3 separate regions of the Mus musculus genome follow, and all the other regions are linked to region 2. Evidence: chromatin contacts called from public Hi-C data. All regions are on one chromosome and are shown on one strand. Each heading gives the region's core, a stretch centred on a gene start, on an enhancer-like site or on the middle of the called end of the contact. The rest is flanking DNA. Distances are from core to core; before and after follow the strand shown.

What was found. Hi-C and Micro-C count contacts between places; a contact is called where the count stands out from the background.
Region 1: a Hi-C map of liver shows a contact between it and region 2, with 2.1 times the contacts expected there. The contact joins two enhancer-like sites. A contact is called at or near these places in 2 of 484 Hi-C or Micro-C datasets (liver and uterus).
Region 3: a Hi-C map of liver shows a contact between it and region 2, with 5 times the contacts expected there. The contact joins two enhancer-like sites. A contact is called at or near these places in 4 of 484 Hi-C or Micro-C datasets (embryonic stem cells, liver, nephron progenitors and 1 more).

What each region holds. Positions count from the first base shown.
Region 1 is chr11:81,530,156-81,533,761 of GRCm38.p6, forward strand. It overlaps a transcript of Asic2 not described here. Among named protein-coding and RNA genes, the nearest start is that of 1700071K01Rik, 42 kb to the right of the region's middle. Within about 2 kb of position 1,961, at least 9 of the 459 cell types and tissues checked have an H3K27ac peak or open chromatin away from gene starts, as enhancers often do. A contact at or near this core is called in liver, where this site is marked.
Region 2 is chr11:81,099,639-81,103,245 of GRCm38.p6, forward strand. The region is part of intron 1 of Asic2 (acid-sensing (proton-gated) ion channel 2); the gene reads right to left. Among named protein-coding and RNA genes, the nearest start is that of Gm51910, 34 kb to the right of the region's middle. Within about 2 kb of position 2,088, at least 4 of the 459 cell types and tissues checked have an H3K27ac peak or open chromatin away from gene starts, as enhancers often do. A contact at or near this core is called in liver, where this site is marked.
Region 3 is chr11:81,368,486-81,372,230 of GRCm38.p6, forward strand. It overlaps a transcript of Asic2 not described here. Among named protein-coding and RNA genes, the nearest start is that of Gm42084, 110 kb to the left of the region's middle. Within about 2 kb of position 1,901, at least 14 of the 459 cell types and tissues checked have an H3K27ac peak or open chromatin away from gene starts, as enhancers often do. A contact at or near this core is called in liver, where this site is marked.

The DNA.
Region 1 (3,606 bases), core at 711-3,210, 430 kb after region 2:
CTTTTTACTAAGGACATAGACACACCCTCACTTCCCAGACTCATGCTGTCTCTGAATCATGGAGTCATTAAACCTGGCAGGGAGAACCTTCCCCAATAACCTTGATTGGGAGAATATTTCCTGAAGGAGTAACATAAAGTAAAAAATATACTTTTATAGAAATAAGCCTCATGCCAAGCAACTGTCAACACTCATGGAGGGCTACACTCTATTCCAGGGACAGAAAACCATGTCACACCATCCTTCCACATGGCATGTACACACACATATACATGAACATACACATACTTATGCACACATATATATGCACACATACTTATGCACACATATATGCAGGCACACATACACACACACACACACATATATATGTATATGTACACATACATACAGCCAGAAACACTCATTATCCTATTGGAAATAGAAAGACAACAACTATAGTAATAAAGACCAGCACAAATGAGTGTCCACTTCTGTCAGTCATGCTCTCACAAGCTCAGCCCCACACCCATGATCATGTACCTACTGGATAGTAGTCATGCCATTCTAGCCTTAAAATAAGGAAAGGAGTTTTATGTGGCTAGTAGCCGTAATGGGCTGATGTTTGGGGAAGGAGACAGTTGGAGAGAGAGATTATTTAGTGTCAGATCCCCTGTCTCTGAGACTCTAGGATCCTGGGTCTTTTAGCTTGTAAGAGTATCCTGGTGACAAGCAAAGGCCAAAGCTTTGGGGAAGGTCTGTTAGCAGGAACAGCTTCTAAGTGTTATAGAATACAATCCCCTGAGCTCAAAAGCCATCTCCCTATTAGAGTAGCTGTGACTATCTGTGAGACTCAAAATCAGTTGTGTTTGCTGCTGCTGCTGTCTCACAGAGAGAGGACTGTGAGGAAGGCCCTCACCTGAGAATTCAGCTGCTACCTCCTACACCTCCCAGACAGTGGTATTTAATTCTGTCCTATAGACATGTGGCTTTTTGTGGTCTTAGAGGAGCTAGAATACAAAGACTGCAGGACTTTGTAAGGGGGACTACAACTATGCAGCTCTGGGGAGAAGTTGTTATCCATGCTGGGGTTAGAGGGCAGCTTACCTGGGGGCATGGTCACTTTGGGGTCGCCCATACTTCTTAAAGTAGCTCCTCACCCATGTCCTGTCAGGGACCCTGAGAAACTCATTGGTTCACCAAGCTGGACTTTGGCAGAGTCCTAGAGTCTTACTTTCTTTTGGTGGTGTCCCATAAGGGGGAGGAACACACACACACACACACACAGAGAGAGAGAGAGAGAGAGAGAGAGAGAGAGAGAGAGAGAGAGAGAGAGAGAGAGAGAAGAGAGGAAAGGGAGAGAGGGGGGAGAGAGGAGAGAGAGAGAGGAGAGAGAGAGGAGAGAGAGACAGACAGACAGAGAGAGAAAGAGAGAGAGAGAGAGATTTCTCAAAATACTAAGTCAAATTATCCTGCTGGGGTTGAGTTCTGGATAAGGGCCAGGTCCTGTACAACCTTCCTTTTCTTCTGGAACCAGATGACGGAACCTCCCATTCCTGCATTTCCATTCTTTAAAGCTAATGAAAGAGAAGTCAGGCTGGGGACCTTGAACTTTATTTATTGACTAATTCCAGCCTCTTTCTGTGGTCATTACCTCGGTTGCTCCCCACTTTAAATCAATTGAAATTGCACTCTTGTTGCAAATCGGAGCCACTTCAGCTCACTTTTCTTCCCTCCTGTTCAGCTAAGGGTTTGAAAAGCTAAAGGAAAAAAAAATCCCAGAATAAAAAAAAAAAAAAAAAGTATCTGGAATTCATTTCTTCACAAACGCAGAACAAATCTCCTGATTTTTAACACTTGGCAGCCATTTTTCACACACCTTGTCCCAAAGGACCAGTTCCACACACTCCATTAGTGCTGGCTGCCAACAGGGATCATTATAGACAGGCAGATTTCTCCTCCTAGTGACTGAATCAGAAAGCATCGGGCGGGCGGGTTTCTGCTTTGTCACCGCCCTTATGTCTCTGCTCCTCCCCCTCCCACCTCTTGTAACCCTCCCCCCTGCCGTACATGAGGGCAGAATTCAAAGCTGCAGATCACTTACATGGCTGCTATTTGTTTTCCACTCTCAGCTTTAAAAAAGAAAGAGTCCCCACTCAAAAAACCTTGCTAACCATTCCCAGTAGCCACTGTGAGCTTGGCCTGAAGCCTGTTCCTCTGATGAGGACGTTTTCTTTTTTTTCCTCAGTCTGCTATAGCTAAGGATGGTCATGCTCAGAGCTCACAGGCCTGGGCTAGGGCAGAGGTGTCCTCTGTATTTCGATTCTCGGTGATTCTTCCAGTGTCCAAGTACCCCAAGAGACAGCTTTTCTACTCAGCATCCCATTCCCATCCTGCTGATATCATAGAAACTATTATAGATGTCATAGAAGCTATTACAGCTTATCATGCAAGTTTTCAGTGTCTCCTTAAAGGACCCAAGAATTGCAACTAGCAGAAGTCTCTCTTTCAGCAGGGAGATGAGCTATCTGCAGAAACTCTTAGACTATCCATAGATATCTGCCATCAAACTATTTAACCACCCTGAATCTTTGTTGCTCCATCAAAAAAAAAAAAAAAAAACAGAAATAGTATCAAAAAATGATATACTTTGGGATTGGGAAGATGTCTCAGTGGGTAAAGTGCTTACCATACACATGTGAGGAACTGAATTGAGATTCCTAGTCCTCATATAAAAGTCAGGCATGTCGGAGCTTGTCTGTATCCCCAGGGCTTTGGGAAATGGAGAGAGGAGCTCTGCTCATTGCCCATATAACCTAGAGAGTTGATGGGTTCCAGGTTCAGTAAGATTCCCTGCCTCAAAAAAAAAAAAAAAAAATGTGGAGAGTGATTGAGTAAGACACATTAGCCTCTGCCCTTCAAATGCAAATGTGAGTTTACCTGTGCACACACATGCACACACACACACACAAACAACACTCATATACACACAGACATGCACAGACAACACACACACACATGAACACAGATACACAGAGACAACACACACATGCACACACACACATGAACACAGACATACACAGACACACACACATACAATACACACACATGCACACAGACACACACAGAGACAACACACACATGTACATAGACACACACAGACAATACACACACGTGCACACCAATGAAAAGGTCAATACAATCAAGTATGAAATAAACAATATCACATCTAGCATGTTGTGAGCTCTGAACACTGGCTGATGGTAGTCATGATCACTATGTTGTGAAATGTCAAGTTTGGCATTGTGGACACAGAAGAGTAGATTTGGAAAAAAACATGGCTACCTCTCAGCACTTGGTTAGAGCCTTGCATGGTCTAACAGTCTGCAGAAGGAAAAGCTGGGAGAAGGTAGAGGCAACCAAGATGGTGGCATGACTGGTGAGAGGCCCTAGGGAGAGTAGACAGGACAAGAGGCCACATCTAAGAGGAATCCAAGCCCCAGGACAAAGGACTGGGCCTTTCCTGTGGGTAAGTAAGAAAGACCTTTATCTGGCAGAAGTAGATTCCTTTAATAGTTCCCAAAATCTATAGAGTAGACTGTCTTGCTGAGCAAGGATATCTGCATGTAA
Region 2 (3,607 bases), core at 838-3,337:
GAGTAGGGTATTGTACTGGCTAGTTTTGTGTCAACTTGACACAGCTGGAGTTATCACAGAAAAAGGAGCTTCAGTTGAGGAAATGCCTCCATGAGATTCAACTATAAGGCATTTTCTCAATTAGTGATTAAGGGGGAAAGGCCCCTTGTGGGTGGGACCACGTCTGAACTGGTAATCTTGGGTTCTAAAAGAGAGAAGGCTGAGCAAGCCAGGGGAAGCAAGCCAGTAAGGAACATCCCTCCATGGCCTCTGCATCAGCTCTTGCTTCCTTGACCTGCTTGAGTTCCAGTCCTGACTTCCTTGGTGATGAACAGCAATATGGAAGTGTAAGCCAAATGAACCCTTTCCTCCCCTACTTGCTTCTTGGTGATGATGTTTGTGCAGGAATAGAAACCCTGACTAAGTCAGGTATCTCTTGCCCCACGCTGAGCCTTTATCTTGCTAGTTCATGCATCCTCCTCCCTCAGACAAGATGTCCTTCTAAGCATGCTCTCTGTACATTTTATGGTTGGGTCTCCCAAGAAAAAAATCAAAAGTGGGACACTGGCACAGCAGCATCTGTGTTCTTAGAAATTTGGGTACCTCTAACATTCTGAAGAACACCCCCCCACACACACACACTAGTCACAATGCAGCAGCATAAGTGTGATCTCATTGGCTACCAAGGCTATGCCGTGAGGTGGAGAGCATGTTTCAGGATAGCACGGGACACAGAAGTCCCGTGGTTAAGGGTTAAAGCTTGCATGGCTAGCTTGCAGCAGAGCTGTATTTAAATGTAGGTCTTCACCCAGATTCCTCCTGCTTCAAGCACGATATCATCTCTCAAGGATCCTGCTTGACGAATGGGTTAACTGGTTATTGGGTGCCTAATTAATATGATTTGCAGAATATCAGTTCTTGTTCAGAAGAAAATACAGGATAGAAACATAACGAAGGAAAGGCAACGTTTCCTCTGTGATTCCCTTCCCACTGTGAGAGTTTCATTCATCCAGGACTCAGCCTTTCTTCCCTCCACAACGAGGGGGCACTGTCGCAGTCTGCTGCCCACCATTGTGAAGTGAGTCTGTAGAAGTCAGAACTAGGTGGGGGGGAGGGGGAGAGTCATTTCCCACAGACATATTCCATCCCTAAAGTCAACACAATGCATTTAGTTTTTAATATTATCTTTCTGGTGGTCCTCAGCCTTAGCAGAAAACAGGTGAATTATTGGGTATTCTTGGAGACCTTAATAATCTTTAGACCCGGGACACTTACTCTATGAATCTACTATGCTCGTGGGTTGTGTCCACACTGGGAGCTTCATCTGAGGAACATGTGACCCAATCCTCCTGGACTTTGCAACTGAGCTGGGCTAGGGCGTGGGGGGGCGACTGTCAAGTCACGTGACACCTCTGGCAATTGTAAGGCAGTGCCCTGGAACACTGTGATGAATTGGGCAATCACAGAGTGATCCTTTAGAATCAATATAGCCCTGGATAGTTGCCACACACAAATGGAAAACCCAGTCTCAAAGTATTGGATTTCAGTAACAAATACTCTCCACATTAACCCTGAACTTGTACACGCTAGAGTTTATTCTTTCTTCAATGAGTCAGGAAGTCTTTCATGAGTTCAAGGAAACTACAACTGCCATTTTTGTTTTTTATGATTTTTTTGTTTCTTTGTTTTTTTTTTTTTTTCAGCCCAGTGTTATGCTTGAGTTTTCCTTAGTGCATCATGATTGTAACCATGGACAAAGGGCGATCTTAACCCCATTTCACAGATTTTAAAAATGAGGCCCATTGGATATAAGATCCTATCTCATGATACCTTAAGTTGGATTTAAACCCAGTCTGTGGAGCTGGGAAGCCAGATCCATTCCCAGATGGCTCACTGCCTCTTGATAAACAAAAGAGCATTCAATCCTCCTCTGGCCTTCATGAGAACAGTCCTGAGTTGTATGGGAGATTCCAATTTACAAATTACACTTTAGCGTGTTATCTCTTCCATCCATCTACTTTCTAGCTGAGACCCAGTCCTTTCCAGTCCTCTTTCTACTGCTGTCATGGCTCACGTTGGCTAATGTTCTTTCAAGCCAGGGCTATTTGCTCATTTCCTAAGCATTGTGGTGCAAGGAAGGTGACAGGGAACAAGAGAGTGGCACTGACAGATGCACACTGGCTGGCTGCCTCATCTGCATGCCATGTACTCCTTCCTGCCTCATACAAGTCAGGATTACGGAGTCCAGGGCAGAGCAGAAGGACATCAGCTATACTGACCAAGTGGACATGTTCTATCACCGAGAACATACAGGTGAACATGCACAGGCACACATGCGCACACACGTGCGCACATATGTGCACACACACACACACACACACACACACACACACACACACCTGCATTCTGGGGAGAGATATAAAACGAGGCTATTCCCAGGCGAACCACAGCCAGTGATAGTGTTTTCCAAAGCATGGTTTAAATTGAGATTTTTCAGCTGCCCGTTCATGAACACTTCTCTTGTACTCGTTTCATAATGACTGTTAGGATAAGCATAACGAGGACACTAAATCCCAGTTCCCTGGATTCTATGCCTAATTTTCCATCCACAGTAATGACATATAGTTTCCTCTGAAAACATACCGAAGTAAATGAAATGAGTCAGTTCAAAGAAAAATATTTAGTAAATAACGGCGCTGCAGTGTTCAGTAATGGACAAGCTGGGGATACCTTGACCTTGGGAGTACGGTGTGGGCAGAAGCTGGGGAGACTGAAATGGAAAAGCTTGAGGCTGCCTTCCAAGGAGGCTTAGAGCTTCAAAGAAGGGATGTCTTATGTGCTGGCTGGTAGACAAAAAGAGAAAGGAAAAGCCCCAGCCCCGTCCCATCATTAGTAATTATGTGCGGGACAGGCTATGTGCCACATGGAGGGATTCAATGTACAGGAAAGATTCCTCTGGGAAGAATTAAACACATCTTCTTTGAGGAGGTGAATATAAAAACAGGACCCACTGCTGCTATCATCAAACACTCTTCCAGGGCCATTTTTTCCACTTAAAAAGAAACTTTTTAGCATGGGAAATTTCAAACAAGTAAAAGAAGAGAAAATGGCATTACAAATTCTATCTACCTGTCCCTGGTCCCCAGAGATGATATTTTCTTTTTTATAACTTGTGTGTGTATACATGCACGCATGTATGTATGTATGTATGTGTTTGTGTGTATGTGCATGAGTGTGTGTATATATGTGTGTGTGTGTTTGTGTGTTTGTGAGTTTATGTGTATGTGTATGAGTATGTGTGTGTGCATGAGTTTATGTATATATGTGAGTGTTTATGTGTGTGTTTGTATGTATGTGTATGAGTGTGTGCATGAGTGTGTGTATGTATGTGTTTGTATGTATGTACATGAATGTGTGTGTATATATGTATGTATGTGTGTATATGCATGAGTGTGTGTGTGTGTGTGTGCATGAGTGTATGTGTATGTATGTGGGTGTTCTCATCCACATGTGCACACATTGCAGCCAGAGGGTATCTTTATCTCTTGTTCATTGTCTTATTTTTTAAAGACAAAGTCTCTCATTGAAGAGTTGGCTAGGCTGGCAGGTCAATGAGCCCCGTGGATCT
Region 3 (3,745 bases), core at 651-3,150, 270 kb after region 2:
ACTGTGGAGGTGTACGGAAGTAAAGGTGCTGGCATGGAGGGCGCCGAGAATGAATGCAGAGGACTCATTCTTTTCTATGGCATTAATTTTAGATTTCATTTTCATTAAGTCGCATCCCCTGTGCTGTTGCTAATTTAATTTATAGTTCTTTATCTAATTTCTGCAGCTGAGTATGGAGTGCAATTGTCTTCAGCTTTTTCCCCAAGATAGGAAAAGCATGGAAGGCTAGTGAGCATCCTCCAAGCACAGCATTAGCTGCCCCCCAGCCCCCCCCCCCCCGCAGGCTCCCATTTTTCTGGGTAATAGGCGAACTCTTTTTGTATTTCTTTGAATGGAGGATTATTTAGGAAAAGCCTTTCTTAATTCCAAAGTAGTTAAGATTTACATTTTCCCAACTTATTTCCAAGACGAAGTAACTATCAATATTGCTGCCTGGGAGACAGGATGAAGAAGCTCAAAGAAGAAGATGAGCATCAACAGAACAACTTCTGGGACCCAGGAGATGGCTGCACGGGTAAGGTGCCTGACCTGCAAGCCCAAGAGCCTGAGCTCTATTCGCTGAACCTGCATAAGAAGCAGGGCACAGTGGTGCATGCTTTTAATCCTGTGCCGAAAGGTGGGAGCAAGAGGGTCCTAAGCTGTCAACTAGATGAGTCAGTGCCATCCAGATGCTAGCAACAGCCTTGTCTCAAAAACAAAAGTGGACACAAACACAAAGGTGAAAGTTGATTGAAACAACACTCAAGGGTCACCTTTGACTTGAGTATACACTGCACACTCGAGAACAAGCACACTCAAACACAATAAGTAAGATAGAGAAATGCTAACCCCAGCTAAACTGGGCATTTTCATCCTCTTTCCATAGCTTTGGAGCTGTAGGATGATGAGGAAGTTGGTGAGCAGAGCCCCAGGGTATTTTCTACTGAGCATGCATTCTGCTTGCTACGATCTGAGTCCCTTCCTTATGAGACTATCTGAAACCAGTGCTCTCCTCTCCAGGAGAGATGGGGCCAGGCATGACCAATGCCCTGGCCAGATCCCTTTTCAGGCAATGCCTTAGGGCCCAGAACAAATGTAGGAGGAAACTAACCTTGATATCGAATAACAAGTAAAACTGGTATCCACTGTGACAGACACGCTGCTGGGTGCTTGACACATGGAATCTTATGTGCCCCATGGGCAGATGCCAGTCCCACTGGCAGGAGCAGAAACTGGATACCGGCTATAAACAATTTCCACAGGTCACACAGCTGGGAACTAGATACAAATACAGTTGTCTCTGGCTTCTGAGCTCTTGCCTTCAGCTGCAAACTCCTGTCAGCTTTGACTCCGCCCTCCGTCTTTTCTTGCAATGGATTTGCAGATAAAGGAACTTGGGCCTGAGTCCCAAGGGACCTTGCTGTGCATGTCACAGCACTGGCCAAGTCAAATTAGATTTAAAAAAATCAATGGAGAAAATAAAGCCATCTGCCCTGTCTTCCTGTGTCCCTCAACTCCCCGTCTCTCTCAACCCTCATCTCAGTCACTGGGTTCATAACTGGGTTCATCTGAGATGTATGGGAAGCCTTAGAGGCAACAGCAGGGCAGGGGCTCCACAGGGGAATGCTGCTTTTAGACAGGGAGCTAAGGAGGCAAAAGGGACTCTTAAGTGCAGAGCATTTCTGAGCCACCCCCTTGGATGTTTGTGCTGCCCTATTGATCTTCCCAGGGCATTTTCCTAATGGCTAAGAGTTATGGACTTTTCTTTTGGGCCAGGATCGTGTTGCATTGTAATTGGTCATTTAAGGAGGTTTATGATTATGCTGCCAGGAACTGGGATTTTTAAAGCCAGGAAAGGTCACGTGGCCTTTGAAAGGCTACCTCACCTCCTGCTCTCTGACCTGACGCTTTCCAGGCTCGCTGGGTCACTGAATCTGAAACTCTAGGCTTTGTGGCTATGCAGCAATAGGGAAACGGCTCATGCCGTAGGAGTCTCACCGTCAATTTCTCTGGAGCAGGGTCCTCACGCCTCTCTTCCATACTTTCTTGTTTCTTTGCAACCCGAGTGGCAATCCCCAACACCACACAGCCTTAGGGGTCATGCTTTCTTTGCTAAATATCTCCATGGCTGTATGCCCAGGCATGAATGAATTAAAGAATTTTGGCAGCCTAGTTAGCATTTAGTAGAAGGGGCACACAGGACTGAGGAATTACCATATAGCTATTTCCATCGCTTTGAATTGGGAACAGTGTGGGAGAGAAGGGGATTTCTTGACCTTAGTCTCTTTGGACACCCAGAACAGACCCATTCTCCCAAGCCCCGCCAGGGATCGTTAAATCATCTCATGGCAGCTGCAAGTTGTTTTGGAGGCTCCAGAAGGAGACCCTGAGTAAACCAAGGTGCCCATAGCCTCCTGTACTAGGCACAGCCCAGCAGTCAAATATAACCCATGGTCTGTGATTATCTAAGGGCCTGTGAGTTTAATAAGCATTATCCAGTTCTGTTTTCTCATCTCTAAAATGTAGACAACAATGCCATGTGGGTTTGCAGAGGTAGCTGGAGATACAAGCATGGTAAGATAACTGTGTCTATCAGCTAGGAGCGCTCCACTTGTGTCTTCCTCCACTGGTGTACAAGCACACCTCCTGTTTCAGGTTCCGTCTGATCCTCAGCACCCACTCTGAGAGGCCACTAGACCTCACGTGCAGACCTTGACTACCCATCTCTCCAAGGACCAATCCTGAGGCTGAAACAGTACTGCCCTCTGCCCTTGGTCTCTACCATGCAGAATCCCTGCAGAGTCCAATGGGAGTGTGGAGCCATGTTGAGATGGGCTCTGCCCTCTTCTCTACCGAGCCAGCACTCTCAGCATTACGAAACTGGGAATAGTCAAAGTTATTAGCAACAGTGCAGGTGTGCGTGTGTGCATGTGTGTGTGTGTCTGTGTGTGTGTTGCTGTCTTTGGTTCTCCCGTCATGGCTGTGATTCTCAAACTGACTATACATTACAATCTCCCAAAAGAGTTTTAAAGATGCTAGTATCCGGGCCATCCCTCAAGACTCTGATTTCGTCAGCTAAGAGTGGAATCCACACATTGGGACTGTTAAACAACACCTCCAGGTAAAGCTAACCTGTGGCTGGTGCTCGGGATGACTGACTAAATTAGGAGTGGGCTGGTGCACAAGGGACGCAGTTTTATTTCCATCCTCTCCGACATTTAGAAGTGCATGCACACAGACCGATCAGAGGTCACCACGCTTGGCCCCCTTCCCAGACTGCTCTAGGTGCTGAGCGTCCTTCTTATTAAACTGGGTTTGATTTCCTGTTGCTCAGCATCCTTGCTAGACAGTGGGCTGCCCTGAGGCCGGATCCAGACTCTCCTCTTCAGATCCTCTGACAAAGACTTCTCACATCAGAGCTCAGGAGGCCAATGGATCTGAGGACATCTATCACATCTCTTCTTTTCAGCTTCCCTTCGTGTAAATGAAGCCCTCCTTCCTTCTAGACAGCTTTCCCCTGCTTCCGGGCACTGTCCTTACACCCTCCCTCATGTATATTAGTCATCTCTGCAGCTCGATCAATCACCCTGCAACTTAGCAGCTTGAAACAATAAACATCTATTACTGCCTAAGTTCAGCAGGTCAGCAACCTGGGGAGCACAGCTCAGTGATTTAAGCTCAGGGCTCTTCTGAGGCGAGGTTGCAGCCAAGATGGCCATGGGGTGGGGGCGTTGCAGCCTTGGCTGGGGTAAGATAATCTACTTCT